Linked DNA regions of Sus scrofa: region 1 is linked to region 2. Evidence: chromatin contacts called from public Hi-C data. All regions are on one chromosome and are shown on one strand. Each heading gives the region's core, a stretch centred on a gene start, on an enhancer-like site or on the middle of the called end of the contact. The rest is flanking DNA. Distances are from core to core; before and after follow the strand shown.

Region 1 (7,197 bases), core at 3,955-6,454, 590 kb before region 2:
ACCAATTTAGAACCCTTCCATGTGCGTTTCTTTCTTTCTTTTTTTTTTTTAACTTGTAGAAAAAGAGAATCATTTGTGACAAAGTACACAAGTGGTTAGCTGTAGAATTATAGAGCTGACAGAAACTACAAATCATTCAGTGTAATTTATTCTATGTATTGATTTACCCATGTCCAGAATTTGAAACCAATACAGAACATTAGTATTTCAAATAGGGCAGAAGGATGAGAATTGCATTTATGAAAATGAAAAAGAATGTTTATGGAAAATTTACAGAATAGGTTGGTCTATTTCTGTCAACTACAAAGATTGTTTACAAAAGGAAACCAAAAATAAAATGGCTTATCCTTGCCAGCTTTTCTTGGGAAGTATAGTAATATAGTGACTATTGCCCTAAACGGAAAGTAGAGGCTTAATTTCCATTATTGGTTCTTCATTAATTTATTAAATACTTATAGGGTAACTCATCAATCTCTGTGATTGTTTCTGAACAAGGTAAAAGATTATTATCATAATTTCATAGAAACATTGGGAGGATTAATAAGGCATTATTTTTCAAGAGCTTTGAACACACTATGATTCTCTTATTTTGGCAGATAAAGTAGATAAACAAACAAGTTAAGCCTCTCAGTACTACATTTTTTTCTTCTTTTTAAAATCACTAGAAGTTGCCAGGAGTTACCAGACCTTTTTTTTTTTTTAACTATATTATTTTCTCAAAAATCAAATCCCCTGAAGAGATAGCTAAACTTGTTTTCACATGAAAATGAAGAACAAGTTAGGGTTCACTTTCCATTCCACCTTATTCTTTTAGATACTAATATAGTAAACTGAAAATTATTGCAGCATTTTCCCATGGATATTTACATTGTGTTTCCTTTTCAGGAAAATTTCATACTCTAGTTATGCATTTCTAGCCAAAGTACACTGTAATTAAACTTTCTAAATAAAGAACAATGTCTATTTTAAGCTAAAATCTAAGAATTTCTACCAAGACTTATAGTTGTAGGCAATCAAAAGGGGCAGGTTTTATTGAATGTCTCCTAGATCCAGGGTGGCAAGGCTATTCCTATATTTATTTGTAATGTACTATTTAGACAAAAACATATAGTGCTAAAGGATGTAAAGGTCATTGGTCAACTCTGGCAGCATAATATTTGATTTCTAAATAGAACATGACCCATGTATAGTGTTATGGAAAATTTTTCACTGATTTTTGTAATTTAAAAATAATCTCACGCAAATTGTAATTTAATAATACATCTGTGGTTGAAATAGTTTAGGGTTTACTTGTAATAGAAATCTTTCAGACATATTGTTGTGGGATTTATGGAAGTAAAATGTTTAGTGCTCCCTCTCCTGGTTTTATCATATTGGTGAACTGACCTCTCATCTCCAAATTGTAGTGTATCGGAGAAGACAATTTTAAAGAACCAAATAAGATACTAGGTTGTGATATTCTATTTCTGATTTGACTATTCCAAATCCATTCAAAATGCTCAAGAAACTTATCCATCATTGGTTAAAGTTCATTATATCTCCAAATATAATGAGATAAATAAAAAATAGAAAATAAATAAAATAATGTTGATTTTACCCCTTTAAACATCCTATTTTATCAGAGTTTATATTATTGAGTGACTAGGTAGCTTCTTGGTTTAATTCTTGTTCTGTGTTATTTTCTAGTAATGCCTTCTTCTTATTGTTTCTGGTCTTAGCAATGTCCTAGGATCCTGAGAGGTAATTCCAAATGCAACTTTGCTATTTTCTATTCTAGGCTTTCAAATGTTTGAGCAGTTTAAAAAGTTAGTTTCGAAAGAATCACTTGCTATTTTAAAGAAGGAAATTAAAAAATTATTTTGAACTGAAAATTTCCATACTCATATTTATATATGATTTTGTTACTAGAGTTTTGTTTGCTTTATTTTATCAAAGACTTTAAGCTACTTCTGATATGTACTATGTAGAAAAAAAATATTTCCTTTCCACTTAACCATGTTTTTGGATTTTTTTAAGTTATCTTTTAAAATTCTGTGGATACTTCCCATATAGTTACCCTCACTGCAGAATGAAGTACATGATTTTGATAATAAATGTCTAAAATCCAATAGCTTGTAAGGAAACAAAAAGCAAGTTTCCTACCGATTAAAATGCTCTTTTTTTTCCAGTAGCATATCATTTATGCTTAAGAATTACAAAACTTCTTGGAAAATTATTTCTATTTTAATTGATTGCTATTTAGCTGAGTTTTTAAATTTTTTTAATTATACAAATATATTACAAAATTTAAGGAGTTTATGATTTTAAAATTTTGATTTGGGGAAATTATATCATAAATAAAGATAAAGCAATTATCATAAAATACACCTTTATGATATATTGTCACATACCTTTGCAGTAAGGAGTGCCACCTTTTGAGTTTTGAGATTTCATATATTCTGAATTTTGTTTTAAGTAGGAACTGTAATGTTATATTATCATCTTCTGTATATCAATGTACATTTTCTTGGTAACTGATCAGAAGCAATGGCGGGATATACATCTTTTTAATCTTATTTTATTCTTTAAAATTATTTTCTAATTCAACTGTAAGGGTAGATTCCACCAATCCTTTTACTGAGATTGATATCTAAACATTGTTAACTAAGTTTAAAGGCATTCCTTTATGACAAACGGCATTTGCAAGATTTTTAGAGGCAATCCACATTTTTAGAGGATGTTTATGACAGGAGCATACGGGGCAACATTTCCAAAGGGGCACTCATAAACGAAAGAGGAAAAGACTCGGGGAAATCCTGTTCCAGGTTTTCAGGCAGCCCGTGTGATTGACACATGATATCACTGGAGGCGTGTCCTGGGTTGGAGGTGGAGGTGGAGGCAAGGAGCTGAAATTCTGCGGAGCCAGAGTGGGACTGCTCTGTAAGGCACGCAGTGGTTTGCAGAGTGATAGCTGCAGACAGAGCTCCCTGCCCTGGATAAGGAACAGCTACATTCGCTGTAAATGTGCCTGAAGAGCAATATCCAATCTTTGCGTTAGGTAAGAACTGTTTCCTTCCTTTTCTTCCGTAGACATTTTAGGAAAGATTAGCTGAGAAATGTTGGCTTTTGCAAGGAACTGATTATTTCTTTGAAGTCGCTTTAGATGTAAGATTACTGGTTGAATTTCAAGTTACCAGTAGCATTCCCACTGCTAAAACTAATGTTCTTTAAGTAAATGATACCACTGAAAGAAAAAACAGGGTCTCTTTCCATCTTTCCCCCCCTATATCCTAACAGTGACAAATTTAAAGTCTGAAATGGTCGAAAGTGTGAAAAAGTGGGTGGTTTATGCTGAAGAGGAGCTGGCACTCCGTGTGTGTACCAAATGCATGTTTGTTTAGGCATTGTTGGCGACCGAATCCCGAGCAAAGCGATTGTTTAAAACCTGAATTTCCCGTCTCTGTGTATTGATTTCCAATGAGCAGAGGCGTCGCTTGAACGTTGTTTGAACTCCTAGGCATTCCAAGGGCCAAAAGCAGTTCGGCAAAAACGTGCAAGACTGCATGTTACTTTGCTTCGCTGCTGACACGCCGACTGTACGCCCGCCTGTCAATCACTCGGAGCAGCAACAGCCAGCACATGGCAGTGGGTGCGGGCGGCGGGCTATCTGGCCAACCGCCCGCTCCGCTCCACTCTGCGCCCCGGCGGCGGGGCGCGCTACGCGTCCAAGTGCCTGTAAAGAAAGGGAAATTAACGTGTTTTTATCTTTAACCGTCTGCAGCAGGCATTTAGCCCGTGGAACAGGAGGCTCGGAGGACTGGGAGTGAGCGCTGCCTGGGAGATACTGACCGCCAGGACCGGAGTTCCCGGGGACGCCGTGCCCCCACTTGCCGGGCGTGCGGGATCCGGAAACTGCCTGAACCTGCTTGGGGGCCAAGGGACGACGCCCCATCTCCTCTCGCGAGGAGGACCCCCAAACTTCGCTCCCTTCGCTGCCACCCCTAAAAAAGCGGGTTAAAAAAAAAAAAATCCCACCCACGGGGAGCGGCGGCTTGGCCTCGCCGGCTTGTGTTCCCGGGCCCTGCACGGCTCTGTGACCCGCCTGTGGCTGCCGGTTCGAGCCCTGTCTCAGGCGCCGCGGAGTCTCGAGCGTCCGTGACGTGGATTTTCACGCGTCAGAAGCCGCCACTCCCGCCCTTCCCGCGAAGGAGCGACTGGACCCCGAGAAGCACCCTCGTTCTTGCTCAGCGGCGGGTCGGCGGGGAGGTCACGCACTCTTCTCCTACCGCTCCCTAGATCGCTATCAAGAGAGACTCGGAGAGCCCCCCGAAGGAAATTTTTTTCTGGCTCTTGGAAGGAAGCAGGACGAGAAGAGCCTGGGAGGTGGATGTTACTGAGCTGCGCGGCGCACGCGAGCCGTGAAAGATCTGCACCCGGCCGCGCGGAGTCCCTGGAGGATTGTTCCCCGCAGCCGGAAGGGGGCCGCGGGGAGCGCTCCTGCCCGGCGGCGGGGGCGGAGGAGGCTGCGGGTCGACCGGCCGCAGCTCAGGCCATGCCTCTCCGTCCTCTTCGCCACGGTTGATGCGGCGCTTGGTGCGTCGCCATCCGCACCAGGACCCCCGCCGGGTTGCAAAGCTTGGACCCCCGCCCCCGCTTCGGCCTAGGTGAGTGCGGGGCGGCAGCACTAGGCGGCCTAGGTCGCAGGGGCGGGAGGCTGCTGGCTGGGCGGGCTGGGCGGCAGGTGCCTTTCTGGGGAGCTGCGCGGGGGCCGGGCCGGCGCAGGGAAGGGAGGGGGGAGAGGGGGCGCCCCCCGCGTGCGGCGCGGCCCCTCCCGCCCGGGCGCTCGAGGCTGGGCAATCCCGCGGGCAACCTTCCGCCGCGCTAGACCGCCAGGCGGGGTTCCCCGTCCCCAGTCGCCTGCAGCGGTGGCGCCATGACCCGAGGTGTCCTCGCAGAAGCACCCTCCACGCTAAAGACGCTTTCAAGTAGGCTTTTGGAGGGTCCGGCGGGGGCGGGGCGGAGCTGCTCGGCGGGTCCTGGGGGCCGGGGGCCCCGAAACGGGCGTGTGCCGCAGCACACCCCGACTTCTCTGGTGACCCCTGGGCTGAGTCGGTGTGCGCCCGAGCGAGCTGCCACTTTATTCCCTGTAGTGAGAGCAGTGGAGCGGCAAGGGGAGGGGTGAGGGCACTGCCACTTTAAAAGCGGGGAAGTCCGCCCTCCTGAGGTAATGGTAACCTCAGCCTCCTCCCCTCCTCCTGCCCGAGAGAGAGAGGGAGCAAAAGAGAAAACTTGTTTTCATTCATAACTTTTTCCTTTTCCTTCCTCTCCGTCAACTATTTATTCCGCGCTGCTCTCCGCGCGGATCGCAGAGGGCGCAGCTCTGCCGCGGTAACTGGCAATGTGGCGACGCCGCTCTGCAGGCTCCGGCTCTTTAGGAATCCGGCTTTTCCGTTAAAGTGTAGACAGATATTTATTTATAACCCTCCCTGCCGCGGGGCTTGCTTTCCGCCGGCCACGTTCTCTCTGAAGGCTCTTCCTGATTTGTAAGCATCTTTGGTGGGATACGCCAAAAGGTTTTGGAAATCCGCGGTGATCCTTAGGATGTGATGGGATTGGCCGAAAAGGTATTCGACTTGGATTTGGGGTTTCTTGGGGCAAACAGGCGATCGAGAACCTGTGACCGTGTTTGGAACTAGATGGAGGACTGTCACTGCTTGAAAAGGGGCTTTACTTCAGATCAGAGGTGGCTCTTTCTCTTTGCTTTCTCCTTTTATCTGGTAGTCTCCTTTACCGCCCAGGATGATCTTCGTTACAACTAGCATTTAAAACTCAGATTCGGTTGTGCCTGGTGTTTTTTTCTACCTTCAGATCCACGGGTTTTTATGTGGGTTTTTTTGTGTGTTTTTTTTTTCGCTTGGAGTCTGACTTAGTACTTTTAGATTATTTTTGTTTTAAAAATAGTGGGTTAAAAAGTTTTTTGCGAGGCAGAATGATATTGTGCAGAATAACCATGGAGTATTTTGAACAGCCCTTAAGAAATCCAGGACTAAACCCAGCAGGTTGTGAATGTGTTTCTCCTTAAGTTCAGAGAAGGTATAAGAAAGTGGAAACGTGAAGATCTGCTTTGGGAGAATGAGGGAGGGGAACTGCAAGAAGTTAACGTGTAAGACTTAGTCCAGCGACACTCAGTGAAGTTGATAGATGAAATGGTCTTCTTTCCGATTTATTCCTTAAGCTGATGTGTTTGGCTCAAGGTAGAAGTGGAGAATGGATTTTTTTTTTCTTTTCTTTCTTGAATTGGATCAGATCTGTAGACTTTGGGAGGAATTTGTATGAAAATAATCTAATTTACAACCTTGAAAACAGAAATGTTTTTAAGTTCGATAGTTTGTTTTATGGAGAATACATTATAAGTGAGAAATAATTTACTCTTGGTATAGAAACGCAAATGCTTATTTTCATCAGGATATCACTGTACTTTATTACAAGAAGCACATTGATTCGGAGTTGGCAGTGCTTTTGAAAATCAAGATCTGGCACATAAATACAGATTTTTAAATTAGAGGAAATACAGATAATTAAAATGGCCAGGATTTCCCAATACTACTTTAAAGGCCTAACACTTATTTGTGCATGAAAGTTATCTCGTTAGGTGAGTGAGCCCTTATTTAAACTTACAAAAAATCTTTTCATGATTTCAATTGTGAATACTCTTAACACTCACCGAACTGTATATTGAGTTTTCTGTGTGTTTAGAGGCTGTAAAACACCAAGAACTGTATTTGTCTATGTTCATTTTTGCAATTTGTAGATTAATTAGCTAGTTTTAAAATTTTGGTTTCTGCTGTAAATGACCTTTTATTTCGAGATTTCATTTTAGTTTAGAATCTCTTGAATTTTTTTTTTAGTGCATGGAGTATACCTTGACTAATTTTTCACCATTAATCTAATGCTTGTTCACATCAAATAACAAAAGGCAATGGCACCAAAACCGTTCTTAATTTTTTTTAAGGTGGATGTTTTCCTTTTTGGAAAACACCCATGAACTGTTACTGAGCTTTCTTTAGATGAGAGCTGTTTATTAGTGCTTATACTCAGTATTCCCCACAAGGGCGTACTCCACTTTAATTGTTTGTTAGATTCACAAACAGGAAGATATTACTTCTTGATTCTGCTTTTTAAAAGTTGAAAAAAACTCCTAATTCTTATGGCGTGGGG
Region 2 (7,316 bases), core at 3,816-6,315:
AAATGGCAGGAATGAGCATCCTTGTCTTCTTCCTGATCTTAGAGAAAACGCTTTCAGCTTTTCACAACTGAATATGATGTAAGCTGTGGGTCTGTCATATACGGCCTTTATTAGGTTAAGGAAGGTTCCTTCAATACTCACTTTCTGGACAGTTTTTATTATAAATAGATGTTGAATTTTATCAAAAGCTTTTTCTGCACCTATTGAGATGTTCATATGGTTTTTTTTTTTCTTCAGTTGTTAATGTGGTGAATCACACCGATGATTTCCAGATATTGCAAAATCCTTATAACCCTGGAATAATCCCACTTGATCATGATATGGTATATGATCCTTTTAATGTACTGTTGGAAAATGTTTGCTAGTATTTTGTTGAGGAGTTCTGTCTATGTTCATCAGTGATATTGGCCTGTAATTTATTTTTTTATTTTTTTTTTTTTTTTGTCTGGTTTGGGTATCAGGATGATGGTGGCCTCATAAAATGAGTTAGGAGTGTTCCTTCTTCTGCAATTTTTGGAACAGTTTCAGAAAAACAGGTGTTAACTCTTTAAATGTTTGGTAGAGTTTGCTTGTGAAGCTATGTGACCCTGGACTTTTGTTCTTTGGAAGATTTAAAATAAGATTTAATTTCATTACTTGCTATGTCATGTTTTCTACTTCTCCCTGGTTCACTCTTCAGAGATTATACCTTTCTAAGAATTTGTCCATTTCTTCTAGGTTGTCCAGTTTATTGGCATATAGTTGCTTATAGTAGTCTCTTATGGTCCTTTATATTTCTGTGTTGTATTCTTTTTCATTTCTAATGTTACTTGTTTGGGACCTCTCTCTCTTTCCTTCCCTCTTTTATTTTTCTTAATGAATCTGGTTAAAGGTTTATCGATTTTATTGTTTGAAAGAACTAGCTTTCAGTTTCACTGATCTTTTCTATTGTTTTCTTCATCTCTATTTCATTTATTTCTGCCTTGATCTTTATGATTTCTTTCCTTCTACCAACCTTGGGTTTTATTCTTCTTTCTCCAGATGGTATATGTATAAGGATAGGTTGTTTGAGAATTTTTTCTTGTTTCCTGAATTAAGCTTGCATTGATATAAACATCTCTATTAGTACTGCTTTTGCTGTGTCCTATAGGGTTTGGACCATTGGATTTTCATTTTTTTTTTAATCTCTAGGTATTTTTTTTATTTTAAATGAATTCAGAAAAGTTTTATGTATAAAATTAATACACAGAAATTTGTTGCATATCTATACATTAACAACAAAAACATCAAAAAGTGAAATTAAAGAAACCATCCTATTTACTATTGCATCAAAAATAATAAAATACCTAGGAATATTAAGGGTGCAAAAGACCTATATTCTGAAAACTATAAGACAATGCTGATGAAAGAAAGTGAAGATGACACAAACAGATGGAAAGATATACTATGTTCTTGGACTGGAAGAAACAATACTGTGAAGATGACAATACTACTAAAGGCAATCTACAGATTCAATGCAATCCCTATCAAATTATCAATGGCATTTTTCACAGAACTATAAAAAAACATTTAAAATTTGTATGAGACAAAAAAGACCCCAAATAGGCAAAGTAATCTTGAGAAAGAAAAAAAAAGCTGGCAGAATCAGGGTCCCTGACTTCAGACTCTACTACAAAGCTACTGTCATCAAAACAGTATGGTACTGACACAGAAACAGAAGCATAGATCAATGGAACAGTATAAAAGCCCAGAAATAAACCCACACACCTATGGTCAATTAATCTGCAACATAGGAGACAAGCATATACAATGGAGAAAAGACAGTCTCTTCAATAAGTAGTGCTGGGAAAACTGGACAACTGCATGTAAAATAATGAATTTGAACTATTTTCTAACCACCATACACAAAAATAAACTTATGTAAAGACATAAATGTAAGACTGGATACAGTAAAACTGTTAGAGGAAAACATAGGCAGAACACTCTTTGACATAGATTATAGCAGTATCATTTTGGATTTATCTCCAAGAGTGATGGAAATAAAGCCAAAAATAAACAAATGAGACCTAATTAAACTTCAAAACCTTTGCATTCTAGGAAAATCATCAACAAAACAAAAAGGAAATCTACAGAAAGTATTTGTAGATGAAGTAACTGATAAAGGATTAATTTTCAAAATATACACAGAGCTCATTCAGTTCAGTATAACAAAATCAATCCAATCTAAAACTGGACAGAAGATCTAAACAGACACTTCTCCAAAGACATACAGATGGCCAAAAGGCTACTAATTATTAGAGAAATACAAATCAAAACTACATGAGGTATCATCCCACATTGGTCAAAATGGCCATCAACTAAAAGTCTACAAATAATAAATCCTAGAGAGGGAGTGGAAAAAAAGGAACCATCTTGCACTGTTGGTGGGAATGTAAATTGGTACGACCACTATGGGAATCAGTATGGAAGTTCCTAAAAGAACTAAAAATAGAGCTACCATATAATCCTGCAATCCCAGTCCTGGACATATATCAGAAAACATATACTTTGATGCACTCCAGTGTTCATAACAGCACTATTTACAAAGCAAAGCCATGGATGAAACCTAAATGTTCATCCAAAGATGAATGGATAAAGAAGATGTGGTATATATACGTATATAATAGACTATTACTCAGTCATATAAAATAATTAAATAATGCCATTGCAACAACATGGATGGACCTAGAGATTATCATACTAAGTAAAGTATGATTCTAAATTAAGCAAAGACAAATATCATACGTTATTTCTGTATTTGGAATCTAAAAAATAAAAACATACAAATGAGCTTTTATGCAAAACAGAAACAGACCCACAAACATAGAAAATGAACATACGGTTACCAAAGGGAAAGGGAGGGAGGAGGAATTAATTATGAGGATGTGATTAGTATAAACACCACTACATACAAAATATATAACTAACAAGGACCTATTGCATAGCACAGGAATTATGCTCAATATTTTATATAAACTATAAAGAGAAAAGAATCCAAAAAAGAATATAGACAGATAGATAGGTATATATAACTGAAACACTTTGCTGTATGCCTGAAAACAACAGGATACTATTAATCAATTATGCTTAAATTTAAAAAAAATAAAAAATAAACATACTTATATACACACACAGAGGTTGTTTTGTAGTATTAGCCCTGATTTTTTTTTTTTTTTGGAAAAAATGATTAATGATCTGCTAGTATTTTTTCCTAGCTTGCCTATGAAGCACTCTCTTCTATGTTTAACATAAGACAATCCATGGCAAAACAAAAGCACATGAGATTAGACTTTGTACAAATAGTCAAACAAGAGAGAATGAAACTAATAAGCAGATTAGCAAAAAAATATCAAATATTGCAACAAAAATCTAATGACTTTAAACAAAGGCCTATCTCTAATTTTCTTTACTATATGATGCTCCTACAAATTAAAAGGCCTAATTGTTACATATGACAATTGAAAGTTTAATAAAACAACTAACTTTGAAGGTTTAATAAAATAATGAGAATACCTGTGCCTAAAGTTTTACTTTGGGAATATTTTTGTTTGCATATTACTTCAATTCTTTACTAGTTCCAGGATTATTCAGGCTTTTAATTTCTTCTTAATTCTGATTTGCTAAGTTACATCTCTCAAAGTATTTGTCCATTCTAAATACATTTTCAAAACTGATAGCTCTACATTTGTTGAGAAATTGGCCCATGTACTGTTGAATTCACTTCTCTGATGGAGGAAAGGGGTGCTCTGGTGCTTCTTACTCTGCAATCTTGATTATGTCACCTCTACATTTTTGGATACTCAATTGCATTTTGCCTTCTATATTATAATTTCTGCTATTGTTTTGATTTTCTTTCTCTTTATACTAAGATATTTCATCAGTCATTTTCTATATTCATAAATTGGCACTTAGGTCATTAATTTACAGCATTTCTGACTTTCTAACATACACATTTAAAAGAATAATGTGCCCTGAAGCACAGTTTATGCAGCCATATACATTTTGAGATGTATTTTACTATCTTATACTTCTAACTTTTACAAGTTTTTGTTTTGAAATATTTCTAGCTCATTAGTTACTTGGCAATTTTTAAAATTTTCCCAATCTAAGTTAATTTTATTTATTTTTTTATTAATTCCATTTATTATTTTGTGGTCAGAGCACATGATCTCTATTCTATCTGGAACACAGTACAGAAAGAGTAGAAGAGAGATTTCAATTTCTACCAAAATGCTTAATGAGTGAGGACTACAGGATTCACCTCCTTTCCCCTGCATGCATTTCCAGTTAGATTATCCAAGAAACCCGAGGTAATATATCACAGGCACACACAGAAAGTGGAAAAAAGACAAAAAGAGAAACACTTAGCACAACCGTATCAAAACTACATATAAATTGGAATTCATACTCTAATGAAAGCCGAGAAAGTAGAATAAATAACCAAGTACTGCAATTCAGCAAAATAACTAGAAGAGATAAGAGAAGTTGTTTAAAATATGCCACAAGGATAAGAAAATATAAGAAGAACCAATCAGAAATATTGTGTGTAAAGGTATAGCAGATTAAATAAAGAATATAATAGGTTATGTACATAAATAATCCGTCAAGTACCAAATTGGAAGTTTGGTTTAAGAAACATTCCAGAAGGAATTAGAAAAGGATAAATACATAGTGGACTTAAAGAATTAAGTTCCATGTTGGAAAGAAACATAAATGAAACATCCTAAATAATATTCTTGGAAAGTAAGATAAAAATTGAGAGGAGGAAATATTTGAGGAAACACTTGAGAAACATTCCTCAGAATTAATGATCTCAAACTGAAAGTCCATATATGCCAAAGAAGGATGATAAGGGGGGAAAAAAATCAAACTATGCTGGATATATTATAGTGAGATTTAAGAATTTTTAAAAAAGAAAATTCCTAAAGCTTAAAAGAGAGATCTTAGTACATGTAAAGGAGTTAGAATATGGTTCAGACTAAATCCACGAACTTCAGAGTTTGCAGAAACCTTTCACCAGTCTTCAGAGGAGTTCAGAACTTCATGCAGTTTAGAAGTAAGAGGAGGGACTAAAGTTTTTAGGAAACTTGGACAAGAGAAGTTGAAATTCCTATCTGTAACTAAGCAGCTTAGAAAAAGTGTAAGCCCTTGAGATTGTTTTCACTTTCATAAATATATTCCAACAGCTAATATGATTTGTTAGAGTTGCCCAAACCCTTCCAATTTGCCAGAGATTTCCACAACTTCCTACTTTAGAATTAGCCAGCCCAATTTACATTCCTATTATCGCCTGCCTGACCTCTCGTTTACATTTAAACCCTTGTAAATGATTAAGACCTCAGATTCTGAAGTCAGATGCCTGGCTTCTACCCTAAACTCCACCACTTACTGATTGTGTAATTTTGGGCAAATTACTTAACTTTATGATTCAGTTTTAGTATCTATAAAATAGGACAATTATAGTAGAATCGTCCCTTGGTATCTATGAGAGATTGGCTCCAGGAATCCCTCAGGTACTTAAAAATCAAGTCCTTTATATAAAATGGCATAATAATAGAAGACAACCTAGGCATCCTCCTAAGTACTTTAAATCATCTCTAGATTATTTATAACACTTAATACAATATAATGCTATGTAAACACTTGTAAACACAATGTAGATAGTTGCTTTTTGGAATTTTTGGGAAAAAATTTCTAAAAAATATTTTCACCTTGAGGTTGGTCGAATCAGAGGATAAAGAAACCATAGATTTGAAGGGCCGACTGTATATACTTCCTAGAGTTGGGAGAAGGGGCTATTCAATGTATGTGAAGTATTTAAAACAGAGCCTGGCATACAGTAAACAATAGATACTGTCTTCTCTTACTATTATTATTGGTATTAACAAAGATGATATTAAGCGAAGATCAGATGATGATTAAACTGCTATAGCTACTACTTAAAAGAAATGATGGCAAAACCTCAAGACTCAAAGAATTTTGTCCTGAGGCCAAACAGTGACATCAGATCTTTAGTGGTGATGGAAACCAGCTCAGAACCAGCTGCAGTAATATCCTGAGGTAACCTGGTGCTCTCTCCCAGCCTCAGAAAGCTGTGCCACACTCCTTCACATGGAGGTGCACCCAGTCCCTCTTTCTGATGTTCCATCAGAGAGTGCCTCTCTCCTCTCATTTTATCCCAGAGTAACGAGCTTCTGCACACTTATTGCTTCAAGTCTTTTCTCTGAGGTGCTCCCCCTTGAGATGTGAGTTTTATTCACCTCAGCCCTTCTGTACTGCTAAACATCAAGCAGGGCAGGCATCTGGGCAACCTCTTTGAGCATATAATAAACTTACTTTCAAGAGAGTGGTAAAAGATCTAGCATGGTAAAAGCAATATGGCACAACTTCAACTTTCAAATATTTGCAATATTGGCTCTGACCATCTTCTCTTATTTTTCACTACAGGCCTATCAAGAGAATGCTGAAGGAAAACCAAATTTGACTGAACACTTAACTTGGATTATTACTTCCATTTTTTTTAAATTGATAGATAAATCTTGTAGTGAATGTGGGTGGTATCCTTTAGAACACCCAGAAATGAAATGTGTACATGTGAGACAAAGAAATATCATGGATGACTATCAGATTTTTAACTTAGCAACTAGATGAAATGAATGGTAATGCTACTTTAATAAGATGGTATAAACTTGGGGAAGAAAAGATGTAGGGCCTGTACAATGATTATTCTAAATTAATAAATACTTAAATTTATTAATTGATTGGATAACTTGATAATGTAACATACACTGTCTGTATTATCTATACTAGTACTAGTAAAATTTCAAGAAACGTTGAAAAGAGAACTGAACCTGAATCTACAGCTCTCTACCCTTAAATGAGAGAATAGTAAATTAATTTATGTAAAATACCTCTAATCACATTAGATTAGCTATGTCCCTCTATAAAATGATGGTTTTATAACTTCATAGTCCTCAAATACTCTTCACTATTATAATTTCACTATGGTAAAGTATATGAACAGAAGTTTCTAATTTTAACTTATAATATGTATATAATTTTTCCTTTATTGTTAACACATTCTGTGTCTTAATAAAGAAATCATTGCCTACTATAGGGTCTTTCTGAGATGATTAAAATGTTATACCCTGCTCTTTCCAATGCAGTAGTTACTAGAAACATGCACTGACTGAGTACTTGATAGTGCGACTAAGGAACCAACTTTTGAAATTGTCTTTCAATAATTGATGACTAGTGACTTTGGTACTGAACTCTAAAAGCTATATTGCTTTTCTTTT

What was found. A called contact is a pair of places that touch in the nucleus more often than the background predicts.
Region 1: a contact with region 2 is called in a Hi-C map of omental adipose tissue, with 2.8 times the contacts expected there. The contact joins the promoter of SPRY1 here to the enhancer-like site in region 2. A contact is called at or near these places in 2 of 5 promoter capture datasets (fetal skeletal muscle and liver), 16 of 47 Hi-C or Micro-C datasets (alveolar macrophages, embryonic fibroblasts, fetal heart ventricle and 10 more) and 1 of 2 datasets of contacts at active chromatin or transcription factors (skeletal muscle).

The regions. Positions count from the first base shown.
Region 1 is chr8:100,859,164-100,866,360 of Sscrofa11.1, reverse strand. It overlaps SPRY1 (sprouty RTK signaling antagonist 1), which reads left to right and starts at 5,204. Exons shown (of 3, transcript NM_001267835.1): 1 at 5,204-5,603; 2 at 6,445-6,631.
Region 2 is chr8:100,264,045-100,271,360 of Sscrofa11.1, reverse strand. No RefSeq gene overlaps it. Among named protein-coding and RNA genes, the nearest start is that of ANKRD50, 480 kb to the right of the region's middle. Within about 2 kb of position 5,065, at least 4 of the 83 cell types and tissues checked have an H3K27ac peak or open chromatin away from gene starts, as enhancers often do. A contact at or near this core is called in omental adipose tissue and subcutaneous adipose tissue, where this site is marked.